Regions from separate parts of the Mus musculus genome. Here region 2 is linked to region 1. A link is a contact called in public ChIA-PET data. All regions are on one chromosome and are shown on one strand. The core of a region is the stretch at or near the end of the contact, and the rest is flanking DNA. Distances in the headings are between cores, read along the strand shown.

What was found. ChIA-PET counts read pairs in DNA pulled down with a chosen protein or histone mark.
Region 2: a contact with region 1 is called in an RNA polymerase II ChIA-PET map of effector CD8 T cells, with 10 read pairs. The contact joins two enhancer-like sites. A contact is called at or near these places in 7 of 39 promoter capture datasets (the C10 cell line, cranial neural crest, embryonic stem cells and 3 more), 1 of 115 datasets of contacts at active chromatin or transcription factors (effector CD8 T cells) and 2 of 9 other capture datasets (embryonic stem cells and liver).

What each region holds. Positions count from the first base shown.
Region 1 is chr13:62,879,043-62,881,703 of GRCm38.p6, reverse strand. All of the region lies in intron 1 of Fbp1 (fructose bisphosphatase 1), which reads left to right. Gm38679 (a long non-coding RNA gene) reads left to right here. Exons shown (of 3, transcript XR_873587.2): 2 at 1,936-2,002; 3 at 2,073-2,661. Among named protein-coding and RNA genes, the nearest start is that of Gm38679, 4.7 kb to the left of the region's middle. Within about 2 kb of position 1,328, at least 138 of the 459 cell types and tissues checked have an H3K27ac peak or open chromatin away from gene starts, as enhancers often do. A contact at or near this core is called in effector CD8 T cells and pre-B cells, where this site is marked.
Region 2 is chr13:63,410,126-63,412,786 of GRCm38.p6, reverse strand. All of the region lies in intron 1 of Fancc (Fanconi anemia, complementation group C), which reads left to right. Among named protein-coding and RNA genes, the nearest start is that of Fancc, 20 kb to the left of the region's middle. Within about 2 kb of position 1,341, at least 78 of the 459 cell types and tissues checked have an H3K27ac peak or open chromatin away from gene starts, as enhancers often do. A contact at or near this core is called in effector CD8 T cells and pre-B cells, where this site is marked.

The sequences.
Region 1 (2,661 bases), core at 79-2,578:
TTACTTGTGATGACAATCCTGTGTCGGCTGGCCAGCCGCCCTCTTAGAATTTGTCTGCCAAAGAGATTTAGAACTGATCTCTCACCCACCCATCGACAAAAGCTTGCTTAGTGGATGCTCTGGGGAATCTGGTAAGCACGACCTTGGCTGTCATTTTAGGAAGTCAGGCGTGCCCAGGGACACATCGGTAGCCCAGGTCTGCCAAGCTCCCTGTTTCTGGCTAAGTTTATATTGATGAGCCAGGGAGTTTTAGGCAAACTGACAGAGGTCACATACTTGGTAGAAGGAACAGCGAGAATCTGAACCCAGGTCTTTGTGCTGCTGACTTTTTTCTAGGGCCTCACCTGTTCTTGAGCACGGATGTGCTAATGTTGACAGGACCAGAGATGAAGTAGGATGATAATAGTTCTTAAATGTCTGTCTAAACAGGGGTATTATTTAGAGCCTTTGGCCCCTATCAACTAATTTTCCCCCTTCCCTATGTACCATGAAGCTGATGTCTGTATCCCCACATTACAGTTGAAGGACAAGACACCAAGAGGCGTGAAGTGACTTACACAGGGCTGCTAAGCACGTAGGGGAGATGAGATTGGAATTTCCGACCTCTGGAGCTCCAGCCTGTAGCTTTGAATGTTAACCTGTGCTGCTTTGATTTTGCTCCTGGAGTTAGAGATATGAGCTGAAGGAAATACTCTTAAAAAAAAAAAAAGATTTATTTATACAAGTATACTGTAGCTGTCTTCAGACACACCAGAAGATGGCATCAGGTCCCCATTACAGATGGTTGTGAGCCACCATATGGTTGCTGGGATTAGAACTCAGGACCTCTGGAAGAGTAGTTAGTGCTCTTAACCACTGAGCCATCTCTCCAGTGCAGAAATGCTCTTTTGTTCAGGCTCAAGAACTGTAAATTCTCAGATGTGCCAGCTCTGGTAATGTCAGTTCCTTTTTTTTTTTTGTTTGTTTGTTTGTTTGTTTTTTGACAGGGTTTCTCTGTGTAGCCCTGGCTGTCCTGGAACTCACTTTGTAGACCAGGCTGGCCTCGAACTCAGAAATCCTCCTGCCTCTGACTCCTGAGTGCTGAGATTAAAGGTGTATGCCACCATGCCTCAGCTGTAAGGTCAGTTCCTTTAAGGAATTGAATTCCCCCAGCATTTACCTTACACCCCGGAAGCCCCAGTTCCGGCATCAGATCTCACCAGAAACAAAGCAGGCTGCCACTTCCTCAGGAAGAGGCCTGCACAAAAAGAGTAGTTCCTGGGCTGGCCCAGCCAGCCAAGACATGACACAGAGATTTCAAAAGAGATAAGTCACTGTGTTGTGCTGGTCACTGTTATCTTTTCTAGTCTCAGATTTCCTAACCCTGACTGGGCTATATGCAAATGTACTGGGGCTTGATCTTAGAACCTTTTGTATGCTAAAGCATGCGGAGCACATGCCCAGGCCTTGCCAGAAACCTTTGAATGCCAGCTATAACCCACGCATATCTGAAATGCAGATTTAATGAGCTTGACACCCCAGGTTCAGGGTTCAGGGTCCCGGTATGCGGGCAGGTTGTCTGTGACTGGGTTGGGCACTTACATTCTATTGCCCACATTAGTAGCCAGTGGTGCTCAGGCCTGGGCAGGCACCCCACCGTTTTGCGTTCTGCCCACTGCTTCCTGGGGAGTCCTCCAGCTGTTTCCTCTTTCATAACCACTGTGCTTTGACATTTGTCCTTTGAGACCCAACAAAAGGGAGCTGGGGAACAGCTTGTTGCCTTTGTTTTCTGAAGTAACTCCCATTAGGACAAGCTTCCCCTGCAGTGAGGGAGCCATGGCCTCTTGGAAGGCTGGTACTGACTTGAGTTATCCTGGGAGGCTGCAGAAGGGGCTGGGCCCGGCTGAGGCCCTTGCTATCTTCATTCTCTGTGCTCACATCTCTCATTGGTAGCAGGGCCCAGCTGGCCTCAGAAAAAGCTTCTATGGTCAGGAAAACCCTGATCTGGTCCCGGAGAACCAAGGTGAGCCCGGTGGTGTGTGAGGGGCTTTGTCCCACGGAGGGCAGCTGGTGACTTCCCCTCCCGTTTACAGATGCTGGTGTGGAAGCTCCCTGCAGAACTTGGAGGCCCTCCCTCCCACTCCCAAGTCCTCCTGAAGTGTGCCTGAAGCTCGAGAGGTCACACTGGTTCAGTGGGTCAGACAGGCTCCAAGAGCCACACGGGTTGTGGAGACCCCTGCTTCTTTACCTTACAATGCTTGAGGAACTTTGACTGATGCTCTGCAGAGACTCATGGTTTCTGAAGGAGAGGTTGTGGGTGCAGATCTGAAATTGTGTGGAGAAGGTAAACTCCATGTGTGTGATGATTAATTTTCTTTCTTTTTCCAATAATTTATTTTTATTTACTTTATATCCCTATCACAACCTCTTCCCTTCTCTCCTTCTAATCCTACCCTTACAAATTTCTCCTCCCATTGTTCCCTACTCTTCTAAGAGAAGGGGGATCCCCCTTGGGTACCACTCCACTCTGGGACATCTAGACATCCTCTCCCACTGAGTCCAAACTATGAAGTCTAGGTAGGGGGAAGGGGATCCAATGGAAGGAACAGAGACCAAGACAGCCCCCACTCCACTTGTTAGGGATCCTACATGAACACCAAGCTGCAAATTTGCTACAAATGT
Region 2 (2,661 bases), core at 92-2,591, 530 kb before region 1:
GCCAAGCCTCATCTTGTCTCCACGATCCCTTCGTAGGACTTCAACTGCTACTAAGGCTGTACCTTTTCTAATGGCCTGTCCTGGCTTCTCAGAGTGCCAAGCCCCACTTGCTTGCTATGACCCTTTCATGCCTTCAAAACTAGCACCAACTGGATGGTCTTACACATTACCAAGTCTTGGGCACTTCTGAAACACAGCTTCTGTGTGCCAACTCTGGGGAAACACTTTGCAGATTTTCCTTCCATGTCTCTTAAAAACAAACAAACAAACAACAAAACTACCACTGATTTCTTCGCTCCAGCTGACCAGCATCAACTGTCCCAGCAAAGGTTTAATTTTAGTGGCTCTCGTCCTTTGTTAATCACAGCTGACTCTTTAGCCCCAGACAACCAGAACCACAGATTATCAGCTCAGAGTAGCAAATAGCCCTGATAAGAGTCTTTGGGTGGCTTTTAAACTTCCCTCTGGAGCTTCCCAGGACTCCATTGTCTGCATTGCTCTGAATATTCTTTTTTTTTCCCCAGATTTATTTATTTTATGTATATGAGTACACTGTTGCTCTGTTCAGACACACCAGAAGAGGGCATCAGATCCCATCACAGATGATTGTAAGCCACCATGTGGTTGCTGGGAATTGAACTCAGGGCCTCTGGAAGAGCAGTCAGTGCTCTTAATCACTGAGCCATCTCTCCAGCCCCTGCTCTGAATAATCTTATCTTTAACGTTCCCTCAGAATAGCTCACTAAGCTTTGAACACTCACTGGCTTTTCTAGCCTAATGTTCCAATAAATATTCCAATAAACAATCCTCCAATAAACAACCTAGTCAGATTTGTCACAGCAATATCCCATGATCCAGGTACCAATTTGTCTTAGTTACAGTTACTGTTGCTATGGTAAAACCATGACCAAAAGCAAGCTGGGGAGGAAAGGGTTGATTTGGCTGTGTTCTGCTGCCTCAGCTGTGTCCTTAGCCCCATGGAAAATGTGAATAGAGTCTAACAGTCTTTCCTGAGATGGCTGGCGCTGTGGTGAGGGAAGCAGACACATCTTCCTGTGGTGATTACAGGCAATGGGAGAAGTAAGAGGGGTTACTGTTTATTCTCAGGCAGTTTGGGCAAGCACTGGCTTCAGTTTTAAAAACAAGAGAAAGCAGCTGGTTGGAATGATGTGGAGGCCATCCCTCCACAACCAGTTTCAGCTGTGGATTGACTTTTTTTCTTTTTCTTTTTTTTTTTTTTGGCTCTTCAGCAGGTGGTGCTGCAGTGCCATAAGACAGTTCATCTCTAGGAAGCTGGCTGAGGCCTGGATCAGGTTGATCCGAACTGCACAGCACCAACAGGCTGGGTTGAGTGAAAAGGCATTGCATTCGGAAATGTCAGTTCAGATGTCCCCTTCTCAGCTTGCCTAGCCTGCAGTTCTCTGCCTGGTTTGGGTTTCTAAGCATAGAGGCACAAAACTCCTCCCGAGGTAGAATCTTTATGTTTCTGTCCTGGTTCCAGTTCAGGAAGTGTTTATATATATTTTTAGTTTCACCACAACATTTTGGGTTTTCTCTTTGATGTGTCCCGTCTGGTCGCTGTGTTTGGAGTAGAGAGCCCATCAAAGAGGATTTCTTGTGCTGTCTTAACAGGAAGCCATGGGCTGAGAGTGTAAAGGAAACAAAGTTAGGTACTTGGTTATATACAGAACTAAAACGTAACCACAAGAAAGCTGCTTCTGTATGAGTCCAGTGGCCCTCAGCACACGGTTACAGGAACTCCTTCTGAGGCTTGCAGGCCCCCGAAGATAAGGACGATTAAGTAGGTGGGGTTCATTAGCATGCTCAAGTTGTCTAGAAAGATTGTACTTACTCTTTACCCTTTTGAAGATAAAATTAAAATAAAAAAGTCTCCAGACACCTCCATTGCCTAACCAGGTACTGCCTTGGACTTTCATTGCCTCTAGCTGCTTGTGTTGGCACACAAGTAGCTCTGCTTGAAATGCTGGGATACATTACCAAAGAACAGAGATGAAAGTGTTTATAGCGTCTGACCTCACCTTGAGGTTGCCATTCCGTTGTTGCTTTGAAGAGGGAAGTGGCTGGCAATGCCACACTGCCCATAGAGTCAGGGTCAAGCTGGTCAGAAGTGAATGTCAGTGACCACGGTATCACCTGAGTCAAATCACTCTTGTCCATTGAATTCACTTATTTTAGACATTTGCCATGTGGACTTTGTTCAAGTGTTTACATGGGTAAAAACTGTACTTTTAAATTTCTACAGATTTTTAGTTTTTAATTTTACAAGTATTAAAAGCATAGGACTTTACTAGTTTATGTTTGTGATACCTAACAGGATTAAAAAAAAAAATAACTTGAACCTGTCCTTGGGGCTCTCAGCTGTTCTTAGAGTGAGAAACCCTGCTTAGGTAAGCTTTGTTGATATACAGGCCTTGATCTTACTCACTGGCCACAGGTTGCCTGAGAGCAGGAGCCTTTTCACTAGAAGTGTGTTTGAGTTCCTAGTGTAAAATGGCTTCCTACAAATGTGCAGGCATCTTTTCTTGGTTTTGTTGGTGAGTGATAAATTCCTGTTCGAAGCAAAGATGGAGAGGAGAAGTAAACTCAGAGTCAAGTCACCAGTGACAAAGGCAAGAAGACAATTTCTTCCTTATTTTTTTG